Regions from separate parts of the Zea mays genome. Here region 1 is linked to region 2. Evidence: chromatin contacts called from public Hi-C data. All regions are on one chromosome and are shown on one strand. Each heading gives the region's core, a stretch centred on a gene start, on an enhancer-like site or on the middle of the called end of the contact. The rest is flanking DNA. Distances are from core to core; before and after follow the strand shown.

What was found. A called contact is a pair of places that touch in the nucleus more often than the background predicts.
Region 1: a Hi-C map of leaf shows a contact between it and region 2, with 5 times the contacts expected there. The contact joins the promoter of LOC541962 here to the promoter of LOC100282797 in region 2. A contact is called at or near these places in 3 of 25 Hi-C or Micro-C datasets (endosperm and leaf).

What each region holds. Positions count from the first base shown.
Region 1 is chr3:159,741,625-159,748,408 of Zm-B73-REFERENCE-NAM-5.0, reverse strand. It overlaps LOC541962 (myb2), which reads right to left and starts at 4,617. Exons shown (of 4, transcript NM_001371617.1): 1 at 4,266-4,617; 2 at 1-1,588. The coding sequence starts at 4,442.
Region 2 is chr3:159,459,777-159,466,860 of Zm-B73-REFERENCE-NAM-5.0, reverse strand. It overlaps LOC100282797, which reads left to right and starts at 5,191. Exons shown (of 6, transcript NM_001155703.1): 1 at 5,191-5,571; 2 at 6,243-6,380; 3 at 6,517-6,642. The coding sequence starts at 6,523.

The DNA.
Region 1 (6,784 bases), core at 3,368-5,867, 280 kb before region 2:
GAAGCCTAAGGAGTTCCTCATTTATTAGTTCATCAGCTTGTTCAAGTGATGTAGGAGGCATAAAGGTGCTTCTGCTTCTGCTTTCTCCACTTCTAATAAGAGATTGCCGGATAATCTCTACTGAAACAGCCGGTGGCCTAGGCAGACTCCTCTGCAACACTTTGGATCTCTTTCTGAGCAATGCCTCATGCCTAGCTTGTTCCTCAGCCCTTTCTCGTGCCAGTCTGTCTGACATGTCCTCTTCAATTTTCTCTTCAGCTTCTTCTTTCTCATCTTCCGTAATAGGTGGCATGACTATCTGGTACTCATTCTTTGGTTGTGGAATAGAAGCAAAACCAGATCGCAGGCTTTTCCTCAGTTCGGCTTGCCTACGAAGCTCAAGTTTAGTGTTGTCCTGCATTTCCACTTCATTTATGTTAAGTTCATCACGAAGAGGAGTTGCTTTCGGTGTTAAACCAAAGCTGTGCCCCTCTCTGGATGGTGTCATACTAATCCTTGGAGTAATACCAGGGCCAGGGCTTGCTAAAGGTGTTGCCATTGGATTTGGAGTCTGTATCTCCTTCTTGCGTGGTGTAACACCAGAGAAATCTGATGGATGAAGCTCTGGGTTATCACCTCCTAATAGAGGTGTTTGTGATTCTCTGAGACGTGCAAGATTTTCTGCCTCCATCATGATTGCATCACCCTTCCCAGCTGGAGTTCGCTGCGGAGTTCGCAATGGTGTCATACCAAGCCTTGGAGTCTGAGAATAGCTGGCAAGCAAGGTTCTTGTGGCAGTGCTTCCTTCACCAAGCTCATCAGCTAAAGCAGGATCACCAGCACTGCCCATCTTTGCTATCTCCTCTAGCTCGTGGTCAGAAATTTGAGGAGGCGGCAGCATTAGCTTTGACCTCTTTGTGACAGCTTCTGGATCATTTAGTTTATTCGCTTGCATTATAGCAGCAGGGGCATCCTGTCGCTGCAGGATCTTGTTCCTGGCAATATCCTGTTTTCTTAATTGTGCCTCTATATCTGCTCTTCTCTTCCCTTCAAGCTCCTCAATGGTTGTTGGAAACTGTACATGTTCAGGTGGTCTGTCTTCACCAACAGTATCATAAAAACCTGAAGGTGGTCTCTTTTCAAATGGAATCTCAGCATTGTAGTCAATCCCCTTTCTCTTTCTTTTTCTGTGGCGTGTATCAATACCAGCTGCCTTCAATTCTCTCCTTTTTTGTAGTGAAGCAAGCCTTCTTGCTTCTTCAAGTTGTTTCTCCCTTGCCTTCCGTTTGGCCTTTTTACCCCTAGTGTTAGCTAAGCGGGCCCTAGCCTCAGAAAGCATTTCTTTTTCATCTTCATCCATATCAACAGGATCAGGACGTGCGGGCTTTGACTCAGGGTTTGGGTCAATCTCGCCAGGCCGCAGCTTCCTAGGATCATCATTAGCCTCATAATTTTCATCCTTTGCACATGCGGCGTCAAGCAGCTTTTCATAACGTTCAAGACACTGAGATGGTGTTCGACCTACAATAGGTGCAATTGTCCTCCACTGAGTAGGCATGAGTTTAGCAAGATGAAGTAATTTCTCATCCTCCTCCCTTGTCCACTCGGTCTGAAATTAACATAGATGAGTTAGCACAGTGAGAGAAACAATAAACAATCATCTTGGTGACAAACAAGAAAGACCTATGCCATAAGCCCATAATAGAGCAAATGACCAATGAAAGAACTATTTTGAAGGTTATGGGTTTTTTAAACCATTCATGTCAAAACATTGCAGATGATGTGATTTCAGAGAACTTCACTGAAGTTAAAAATTAGATGATAGTGCCCGCCGTACAGTAACCAAACACCTTATTACAAGTACTAGTGTATCACACATTCATTTAGATTAAGAGCCTGTGTTAACAAACAAAAGACATTTAATTACTACATTATACTTTTAACAACATGGGTCCACATTCCATCAATGAAGAAAAGGCGTTAATTGCTTGACCAATCAGATCCATAGCAACATTCTGGACACAACCAAATATTCAAAGAGGAAACTGGACGGCTTTGTCTTCTATTTTTAAGAAGCAAATTCTGAATATTGACAGGAAGAAATAAAAAAAATAGAGACAATAGTTCTTCTAAACATCAGTAATGCACTGCTTCTAAATATGATTTGTAGTGGCTAGTAACATTCCAAGTTGTATCAATACAATGATGAAAATGCTAACATAGTTTGTATTGATTTTATTCATCATACAAACTATCAAATGATAAACTTAGAGCGGACATTCATCTCATAAATATATTAAAGCGTGAAAAGTTCAATAGCTCTAGGTTGCCAAGAAACTATTGTCAATTAAAAAATTTGACATCTGCCAAAAAAGCTGCATGCTAGAAGCCAGTAATAACCAATCATTTACACAGTAATAACTACAAATCTGTAGACACTAAAATTTTTCCAGAAGCTAACCAGCTCCAAAACAAGATAAGTAGACCCTTTCATAACTATAGCATGTTAATGTTCCATTACCTAATGCTCATATTTCACCCTGCTCTTCTAATTAAATACATCAAGACTAGATAAGGTAAAATTCGAACTCACCTGACCAAATTAAGTGTTGAAATGTTGAATCAGCCAGTTTAGCTTATTCATTCAAACTTAAAAGGCTACCTAGGTGCATTTTCACAGTGTGATAAATTTTAGACAGATTACAACAGGTAGTCAGCATGAAACTGCTGTTGCTAATAAACCTATTTAGTAACTGAGAACCTAACTGTAAAAGTGACATGCAACTGATCACGACACAGTAGCTAGGGTTAGTTGTTCCTGGTTAAGTACACCACTCTGAATAACCAAGTCCAGTGAAAAGAGCTGTCCTTCAACATAATTCAGAATTTCAGATAAAATAAAGTAACTTCCCAGTGGACCAAACCTTCTACATTCAAAATCAACTTTATGAAGAAGTTAACATCTGCTATAGACATTTCGCGCAACCAAACTATCAAATTTTACTTAAACAGTGCAAAGTTTCTCTTTTGGCAAGAAAAATGATTCAGGTGCTTAGTCCAGTTATATTTAGTTACCACTAGACTGTAAAAACTTTCATTCAGTTAATATCTATGTTGAAATGTATGTTATCTAGCTAGTAGAAATATTAAATGTTATTAGATGATGTTGAATCCATAGGATATAAGAAGAAGGGCAGACCCAACCGAGGCAAGCCTCCCCCCGCCCCAATGCGAAGAAACTGCTTCGAACCAACGACCTGGTGACTCAGTGAGACATATCTCACCACTACACCAGGACTGCCCTTCAGAATCAATAGATAATAATGTATATAACGATATAAACACGGATGCTTATCAAGACAAAAGCAAAAGATATTAATTCATTATCTGGCTCCAGAAAGCATTAGATTCAATAACCTACTCCCACTGTCCCAAAATATAATTCGTTTTAGACTAAACATACATTAATGAATTAATCTATGAATGTAGTTTGTATGTATGTCTAGTTGTCTACATTCATTCGAATGAATGTGGACAGAAAAAATGGGAGGCTAGAAAGAACTATATTTTGGGATGGAGGGAGTACTAAAGTAAGGATGTCAATATTTCGTATTACCGCCAACTTGCAACTCGAGATATTCAAGCTGAAAGACGATATTCTTTTATCTGATTCTAAAGTTTGCCAGTTCGAATGTTTGTGAAAGGATAACGGCTGATAACACTTAGAGTCATCTAATGATTGATATTACCAAAATTCATAACCAGCACACCTATCAAAGTTCATAGAGCATAAATCTTGCTGTTGTTCCAACTTCCAATGCATAAATGCATAGGACAAACATTTTTTTCTCTTTTAGCATGCAGGGGACATTGTTACCAAAACTGCTAAGAATTAGGTCATGCATTAAGCATGCAAGATTTCATAGGAAAGGAAATCACTTATTGACTTGTAGTGCTTTCCACTTTCTCGGCAGAATGTGCTGAGCTTCTTAAAAGTTTAATTCAAACGAACTCGCCACTCCAGAATCCTTAATAACCACATCTGTACTGTTGAGTGAACAAGAAACCATCCAGTGACAGTTACCCTCTCATTATGAATTGCATGCTTCCCAGTGCAGAAGGATTCAGAAAAAGAAAAAGACAGTGTTCTAAACGTGGCAGCTAGATCTTTAGGAGAACGACACTCCAAGCAAAGCGAAAATCAGTGATAGAACGGCGACCGGGCAGTGAGGCTAGTCTGCCGAGAGAGGAAGACAGAACCGTAAGAGAGGCGAGCAGTCGGTTACCTTCTTGATGGACGGATCGAGCCACTCATACCAGCGGGCCTTGCACTGCTTGGCGGACTTGCGGACGAGCAGCGACGAGATGCGCGCCCACTGGTTCTTGCCGTACTTCATCACGGCCGCCTTGAGGATCTCGTCCTCCGTGTTCTTCCACACGCCTCCCTTGATCATGATCCTCATCGTGCCCCACTCTGACCTGATTCGCCTCCTCCGCTAGTTTCTCCCTCCCCCGGTAAGGGGAGGGGAGGGGTAATCGGTTTCCGACTTCCTCCGCCGCTAGCCCCTGGAGGGGGCTCCGGCGACGCCTAGAGTCCCACACGGAGCGGCGGACCTCCGGGGGAGGGCGGTGGCTCAGGTTTAGGGTTCGGTGAGGTGAGCGCGGCGGCGGCGTACGCGCGCGGTGAGGAAGGGGAGCGAATCGGCGAGGTTTGGGTTCTGTTGCTTACGATGACAGGTATCGTCGACAGTTTCAAGGCCCAAAGAACGATAGCTGAAGTGGGCTCCATTTGCGCTCGTTCATCTCTGAACAGCCCATCAGGCCCGAGAGAGCGAAGGCCGTCTTAGTAGGAGCAGGCCCAGTCCTAGAGAGATTTTTGTCATTATAAAATACGACACATTCCGCTTCATCGAAACGGAGGCGTTGAGAGAGAGATTCGAGGATATGGAAAAACAGAGGACATCTATCCGACGAAATAGACTCAAAATCTTGATTAGCCGCTGAGGAGAATCATTAGGCCGCCTACGTTTCGAATCCGTCGTCGTCCGTCAGTAGATATCGATTTTGCTGAGACTGTGAGGAACAAGCCGAGCCACTGCAAGACGACCTCGTTCCCGCTGCGGTAGACGAAGACGTGCACCGGACAACCTCACCGTCGTCGTCGTGGCGCTTCCGGCCGTCGTCGGTGTCAGAATCGGAGGAACAGGAGGAGGTGGAGTGACTCTTATGGGGTTCCTGCAACGACACGCGGTCGTCCCTCTCGAGCGAGCTGGAGAAGGACGGGTGCGAGCGCAGCTGCGTCGTCCTGCCGAGCTCCTCCATCTCCAGGTCGAGGTCGAGCGACACCTCGCCGCCGGATGCCGCCTGTTGTAACTTGCTCTCTGCAGCAAGAAGGCCAACAAGAGTGAACGGTGGTGACAACAGGGTTACGTGCACGGGGGCAATAGCACTGTTGATCTAGCCCCTCACGGGCACTGTGCGGGGGTATTTATAGGTATCTGAGTGCCCAGCGTCTTGTGTTAAGGACGCATGTGCCCTCAGACACCTATTTTATCCCCAGAATATTCCCATAAAGCAGGGTTACAGACCGTAATTACAAGTACTCCTTTACAAGTCAGGCCCGTAATACAGAGGCGGCCACGCGGGGCCCGTTACAATGGGCCAGATCGCACGTGGGCCTTGGGACTGAACGAGGACGCGCCGTGGTAGGACGTCGCCGCAGGCCTTCGTCAACGTGCCGAGTCTTGCGAAGGGTGTCCCTGCCCGCTTTGTCTCTGTCGGACCAGCGGCTGCAGCGAAGGCCTCGAGCGAAGGGTGGCGTCTTTGCCTTCGCCCCAACATTTGCCCTCCGAGGGACCAGTTCGACAAAGTCACCTGGTGCCGAAGACGTCGCTAGATGGCGGAGACGCTGCCCTCGCTCGAAGTGGTTCCGCGGGGGTTTTTGATGTGACCGTTGATGGACGGCGTACTGTTGGATTGCGGGTTTCCCGAAGCGTCGCGGCCTGTCGGATTGCGGGTTTCCCGAAGAGCCGCGCCCCGCCTATAAAAGGGGGGCGGGGGCGGCGCTTTTTGAACTCTGCCTTCCGCGCTCCGTAAAACCCTAGCCGCCCGTCGTCTTGCTGCTCCTTTTCCTCCGCTGCTCCCTTAACTCGCCGGCGTTCTGGCTCGAGTGAAGCAGACCGCCCGCCGCCGACGACGGTACGTAGCAATGCCATCCTCTTCTTCCTCCGCCGACGCCGCGTCGCCGGCCGCCGCCTCGTCTGAGGAGACGTTGAGTAACGTGGAGGTGGAGGAGTTGCGCGCCGGCGACTCTGTTGAATTTGGTGTGTCACGGATGACGTCAGCCCGCATTGAAGATATGCAGCGGTTGGGCTACTTTGGCGGCGGGGTCGCCCGTGCTCCGGGGACGGAGGAAGTCCCCGAGCCGGAGGGCGAGTTGGTTGTTTTCGAGGCGTTCTTCGTCGCCGGACTCCGCTTGCCGGCGCACCGTTTTGTCAGCGAAGTCCTGCGTAGATTCAGCGTTCAAATACATCAGCTGACACCGAACGCCATAGTGGCGCTGGCGAAGTATGTCTGGGCGACGACTTCGTACGGCGGACAGCCATCGGTTGAAGTTTTTGCGAAGAATTATTGTTTGCATTGGCAGAAAAGGATGGTTGAGGACGGAATTGCCCAGTTCGGGTCATGTACATTCACGCCGAAGACCGGCAAGACCACAATGCCAGTAGTGGAGTTGGTCCCGTGCGCCCGCAACAAGTGGGGCAATTGGAATGAATTTTGGTTTTATGTTGCTGAGGCTACTGTC
Region 2 (7,084 bases), core at 3,942-6,441:
CAGTCTGCGTTCTCTAGCGCCCCCGTGTCGGTTCTGCGCCCACGGTCGTGTTCGTCGTGTCACGCTGAACGTGTCTGACCCTTTCCCTAAGCCACTAGAGCCCCGTCATGGCCGCCCCCTCCTCTCCGGTGAGCCCTCGCCGCGAGACCAAGCGGCGCCACCGCGTTTAGGTCCGGACCCCGGCCGTTGGATCTCGGACGTCCGTCTGAGTTCGGACGGTTTAGACTTTAACTAGATAGATCTAATCCCAGCCCTCCGATCTAGATCTGACCATCCTTTTTCTCTCCCCCTCACCCGTGCTCATGCCGCTGGGCCCGGCTGGCCAGCCCGCCTTGGCTCGCTGACACCACGTCCCCGCCTGTCAGTCGCGTCCGTGGGATCTAATCCTATCCGTCGATCTCTGATCTGATGGTCGAGATTACCCCGTACCCCTTTGCGTGTAGGTTTTGCTTAAGAGACCCTCGGGTTTTAGGAAATCAACCCGTCGTCAAGAGTTTTAGCGCGCAGGCCCCTGGTTTATTTTAAATAGCCCTATGTGCTTTTATTTAATCACAGAATTAGCCCTAATTTCATATTTCAAACTTCAAAACTTGTTTATTTCATATCTTTTTCATATGAACTCCAAATTTAGTGGTTCAAATTGCAAAATGTTCATGAAATTATTCTCTACCCAAATAAATTATGTTCATCTATAGTCTGTACACTTTAATTTTACACCTAGAATATAAGATTAATGTATATGTTGATTTACTAATTTAATGAAATGGATAAAAGGAAAGCCCTAGAAGTTAAAGTATATTTAATCTTGTGAGATTAATAATATGTATTACATGAATTCATCTCTGGTTTAACTTTTAGGTCTCAATAAAATGAATAGAATTAGGTTATGTAATTATGGACAACACTTAAAGAATAATCAATTCCTAAATGAGATTAGTTCATATTATAATTTAATCTCTTTCTTTGTTTAATTACTACTTTACCTTTTTGAGATGTGTTCCAAACACTTAGAGGGTAATCAACTCCTAATTAAGATTAGTTCATTTTATAATTTGACCTCATTCTCCTTTATTTAATACTGTACCATTTGAGATGTGATCCAATGTTTGTACATGTTTGATGTGTTGTTCATTTGTACTTTCCAAATGTATTGAACGTATGATCGATTTATTTAGACAACGAGCAGTCCGTGGTTCCTGAGTGTGTTGCTGAAGATTTTCCTGAGCAACAACCTGGTGAAGGCAAGTGTCCTCAGACCTATCATGTCCTACTTTACTTTATAATTCATTGTCTCGCATTACATTATTGAAACTTAAGGATTGACTAGTCTGTATTTACCTTACCCTTGTTTACCTTTTTGGGTTAATCATGGTTAGCTTATGCTATTGCTTTTAACTTAATCAATGAACATTATGTGATTATTTATGATACGATGATGTTATCCTGATGAGGTTCTTGTGATTACTTTAGGGGACTCAGGTTGTTTCCTGAGTGCCTCTCCATAAGGACCTGTTTGGGGAGTGACAACCCAGGATAAAAGTGCAACCATGATGGTGGAATGGGACGCCCTTAGCTGATTAATTAGAGGAACCAGAGGAGTAGTTGGCTTCGCCGTAGGGCCGTCAATGGGGTCCGGGCATAGTACTTGCTCTGCTGAGGCTAGTTGCAGAGGTTCTTGATTTGGTTTTGTTAGTCACCCTTCCTTTGGGGAGATGTACTGTGTTTATCAAATTGGAGAAACCTAACGGGCGACTATGACCTCTGGGAAATATTTGTAAAGGCTACGTAGTGAGACCCTGCTAGGTCACCTTGGTAGTGATCAATGGGGAGGCTAGAACCCCGGGCAGAAAGGGAATCACGACTTGTGAGTAAAGTGTGCGACCTCTGCAGAGTGTTAGAAACTGGTATATCAGTCATGCTCACGATTATGAGCGGCCTTGGGATCCTCTTTGATTAGAAGAACTTTGGTTACTTTTATGATAATGATTAGCAATTGATGGTTATAGTTTTGATCTCTTGTATTTCCTCTTGGAGGGAGTGCCTCTAGGTAATAACTGGGTTTATTACTAAAATTCGGCTCTACTTATAATAATAAAACTTGACTAACTAAAAGCAATTGCTTAACCTTAACTCCACATACAGCTAGTCCACTTTAGCCAAATGGGACATTTGCTGAGTACGTTGATGTGTATTCACCCTTGCTTTACAAACCACCCCACCCCAGGTTGTCCCCACTGTACTCAGTGCTCAGGAGGAGATGCTGGCAACATGGAGGACTTTGAGGAGTTCCAGGACTACGATGAGTTCTAGTTTATTTTAGTGGCAAACCCTCAGTCAACTGCCTGTGTAGGCTTATCTTCTACCTTTCGTTTTCCGCACTTTGATATTAATGTTGAAGACTATGGCTATGTGTTAGACTCTATGGATGTCTTGGATATCTTGATGTAATTAAAGTACCTTTCCACTATTTATTTCGAGCATTGTGTGATGATGTCCAATTATGTAATCGTTGTGTACGTGAGTTCTGATCCTAGCACGTACATGGTTTGCATTTGGTTTACCTTCCAAAACCGGGTGTGACAAATCTACCCGCCCACGAATCGCCCGAAGGAGTGGAATGAGATCCCCTACACGTGATGATGGGGAGGACAGACAAAGGACTGAGGGGGATCCGAGGTGAGAATGGCACGAGGGCGAGGGAATCTAGGGATGAAGGATCAGCGGGTTGCTCACCGGGAGACGGATGTCAATGACGAAGATTCCGCCCTCATAGGGGTTGTTGGGGGGCAGCGATGGTGCCGGTGAGGTGGGAGATGTTGGCGCCGTCGTGGAGCGCGATGGAGATTCTCGACACCTCCTGGTCGCGATTGCACTCGATGAGGTCCTTCTGCACGTGCGAGACGTCCACCATCCTCGATCGACCCCTCCTTCCTTGCTCGCGGCGCCACGTTCACCACATCATGTCTCTCCCCTCGGTAGGGGCACGATGGGATGGGATGCGGGGAGGGGAAGGGTGAGCAGTGTGGTGTGGGGATCAGGAAATGGCATACAACCAACTAAAACTAATACAAATAGTAATACTATACTTGGTACTAGTAATATAATCATCATCCTCTAGTCTAGATTAGTACAACCTCCATTCTCGAATATTTGTCGTTGGCTAGTTCGTTTTTGAACTAAAACGCAAGAAATAAAAAAAGAACGGGGGAGGGGGGAGTAATTTGTTAGCGTAGAATCTTTCGGATTTCGAATTTTGATTGCTTGCGTTGTGCCGCCGAAAGTTCCTAATCCCTTCCCTTAGTTTGTTTAGGCGCAGTGTTTTGTTTCAGAGAAAATTTGTTGAATACAATCGAAATTTATAACCTTTTCTTATATGTTATTGGAAATTAAAACTTTACTTCATTATCATTAAATTGTACTTTTTTGTGTCATATGCCATTTTCGCATGGAATCAGTCAGGTGGATGTTAGGGGAATGAAAAAAAGTAACAATTAAACATGGCATGATCTAGAAAATACAAAGATATTTCTTCCATCCTAACAACACTTACATAGTACCGCTGCATTTACTTTAAGCACTGAAAAAATTAAACAACACTTAATTTAGCACCTATATATAATCCAAAAAATACATAAGCAATATGATGGCGTAATATTTTTAATCAAATGCACACAATTTCATTTTAAATTATATTGTATAACTTTAAAGTATAACTAGCCGTATATATAAATTTAAAGTACATGTAGCAATATATATATATATATATATATATATAATTAGAACTGTACATATTTAAATTATATTATGTACATTTAAATTAAAAATGTAATGATATTATATTTATTATGCATATTAAAATTATGTATATATGATAGATTAAGTGTTGTTGGATTAGTCTAGTATACAAAACAATACATAGCGGTACTATATAAGTGCTACTGGCATTAAAGGAATATCGCTATATCGTTTCATTCTCTAACATCTTCTCTATTATGCTCACTCTAGAGATTTTTTGCTAGCGATTAAATAAAAGAGAACACATTTCCTTTATTGATGCCAAGTCCTACAACTTCATAAAAAACTTATATGTTTAGCCAAAGTGAAACTAATGTACCTTTGAACGATATTTTTTTTAAAAAAAACATGCCAATATTATGATACTAAGTAACAATTTCACTTTATCATGTAATATAACATAGCATATCCATTTGACATAAAAATATATGTACTTTTCTTTATGCACTCAATCACTTACTATGGTTCGACTTTACATGATTTTAGAAGTTTTTTTACTAGGGTTTTATCTAGTTGAGCAAAGCCCAATTTTTTGAGTTTCCGACCTGATAGATTTCAGCCGACTTAACAACTTGACACATGCATTAATCCATGACATCTACTCTAGTTAATTACTTAGCATTCAATGCAACACACGTGATGGAGTGGTTAGCACTTAGATGAAGACAAAAAAGAATGTGAAGGAAGATGTATTTGCACAACAACACAATTGCGCAAAAGCAAAGCACCGGTGCGACGATGCACATGTTGTGAAAAGAAAAGAATAGTTTTGGCAATTAGCAATTTAGCATCAGCCGTCCGTGGTTAGCATTACGTTGGTTAGGACAGACAGCAGCGACAGGCCACTGACCATTAGTAACTGGCTCGTCACTGTAGTGACGTTTGGCACCTTCGTCTGTATGTTTATTTTTGGCACAACAAAATATAGAAATAGATACTATGCTCACTTTATCTATGTTTAGTTAAACTTCGAATGTTAGAAAATTAATACGATGTCAAGATATATTTCAATATGAGTAATTCATAACATTAATTGGATGCTTTAGATGCTTGTAGATTATTTTATAAACTTTATAAACGTTAAAGAAGTTTGTTTACTGCAAAGCTAAAGTGCCATGTAGTTTAGAATGGAGGGAATACGCATGGCAAAATAAAAAGTAAATTCAGGCATATTGGTAACGTGGTACCTTTTTTTAACACACATGTCTACATTTTGTGCAGGAAAAAAAAATAGCATCTGGCGTGAGCGCGCACACACAGCGACACGGCAACGCACTGGGAGTCCGCACGCGCACCAACCCTCCGATGTCCCATCCCCTCCCTAGCCTCCGCTCCGCCGCTCCCCCCAACTCCACCAGGCTCAGTGTCTCCGCTTCTCGCCGCTTTCCCCTCCTCCGCCTGGGCGCGCCGCCCGCCCGCCCCTCCCGATCCCGTGGACGTCCTCGCAGGCGGCGTGTTGCACGAGAGGTGAGCTCCACCACGCGCCCCCTCTCTCACCTCCCTATCGCTGTCAGTCGGTGCCCAGTTCCTCAGCCAACCAGCCGCGATCTGTCGGCGCTGCTCGCCTTCCCTGGCCCTCGCTCCTGTCGACGCCGCTTTATAGGGGGGCTGCGTACTGCCGCGATTGCCTTGCGATGGGAGTGGGGCTCCTCTCGACGCCTGTCAGCGCAAGATGCAGATCGGCCGAGGATGCAGCTGTGCTATGCTCGCAGATGCCAGTTGCTCCGAGCAAGCGCTTCGCGCCACTCCTAGCACTTTTAGTTCACTCGACAGACGGTAAGGATCTAGCGGCCTGATCTTGAGCACACGTATTCGTTCTCAGTTCTCAGGCTCGCGCAAAAGAGAGAATGTGTACTCTACTGAAACTGTTAGTGTGGCATTTTGGGTTACAGTTGTGCTTCCTAGCCTTCGATCTTTCTTTCAGTTAGTATTCATGCGTCAACCTGCCACGGGTAGTACAATACACTCATGAATCGATGCGGCAGTTGAATTTCGGCTGCATAGCGCAGTCATGAGATCTGCAGGATTACAGCTTACGAACCCATTGTATCGTTCGTCCCTGTAGCTAGGAAGCTGAATGAGGGAGACTTATGGTAATTTTGCCTCATTCGTCATCCAGACCCAGCAGCGGTAGAGCCTACCGTCTGTAACCATAAGGTCTCGGGTTCGAGCCCTAGCCTCTGCATATTATGCGGGTAAGACTTGATGCTTAAAGATATCCTTCCCCAGACCCCGCACAGTGCGGGAAGCCTACGGCACTGGGTACGCCCATTCGTCATCCAGACCCAGCAGTCTACTGGTTCTGGACTTCTGGTACTTGTAGGAGCGTCCTGTGTATGTGACTCTTCTCATAATAAGCTACCAGTCATGCTAGATCTTTCAAAAAAGTAAGTTTTTCCCCTCAATGCAGTAATCTAAAGGTGATTCCTTTTTTATTCGTTGAACAGCTTAGGGAATGTTTTACCAGTATTGTTCATGGTAAACTCAGAGTTTCTATCAACTGCCCGGGAAAGTGAACTTGTTTCCACTCCATCTTTAGTGTCAAAACCAATTTCTTCTACAGGGGCAACGGAACTACTTCGAAGGTATTTCCTGGAACCTTATTTCATTTTCATTTAGATAGTCAGCATTATGATCTCATCTGATATGTGAAAGCTATAGAACTTGTTCTTTGTGATTGTTTAGTTGTGTTCTGATATTCTGGATTTGTACATTTTCCAGTGAATTATGGGTGGGTTCTGCTGCTGCCTCAGTGCTGAAGAATTTGATGAATATGTCTATCCAAACAACCCTATCTATAGGCAATGCGTATCCTTGAGGCATCTTTTCCACAGCATTTTTGGCGGGGTAATATGAACTTTTATCCATTTTTTCAAGTATATTCTAGGCTCTAACCAACTGATCCAAAATGTCACATTGATTGATATGTGGATTTTGATACTTCTGACTCCATGCAACTGCTGTCAGTAGCATGTTGATATGATTTAGTTATAAGTAACTTTCGGGGTTTAGATATTTACCATTTTTTTTCCAAAATGACACATTTTCTCTTTTCTTTCAAAATATTCTGTGCTGATAGATGCATTGGGAAGGGCAGGCTTAGTGCAGTGGTGAGAGCTGTCTCACTGGGTCTAGGGTTCGAAGCATCCTCTCTGCATTTACGGGGGAAAGACTTGCCTCGGTTATTTCCTTCCCCAGATCCCACTCGTGTGGAAGCCTTTGGCACTGGATCTGCCTTTTTTATAGATGCACTGGCCTTTTTTATCACATGATGTTACAAACTGAAGAG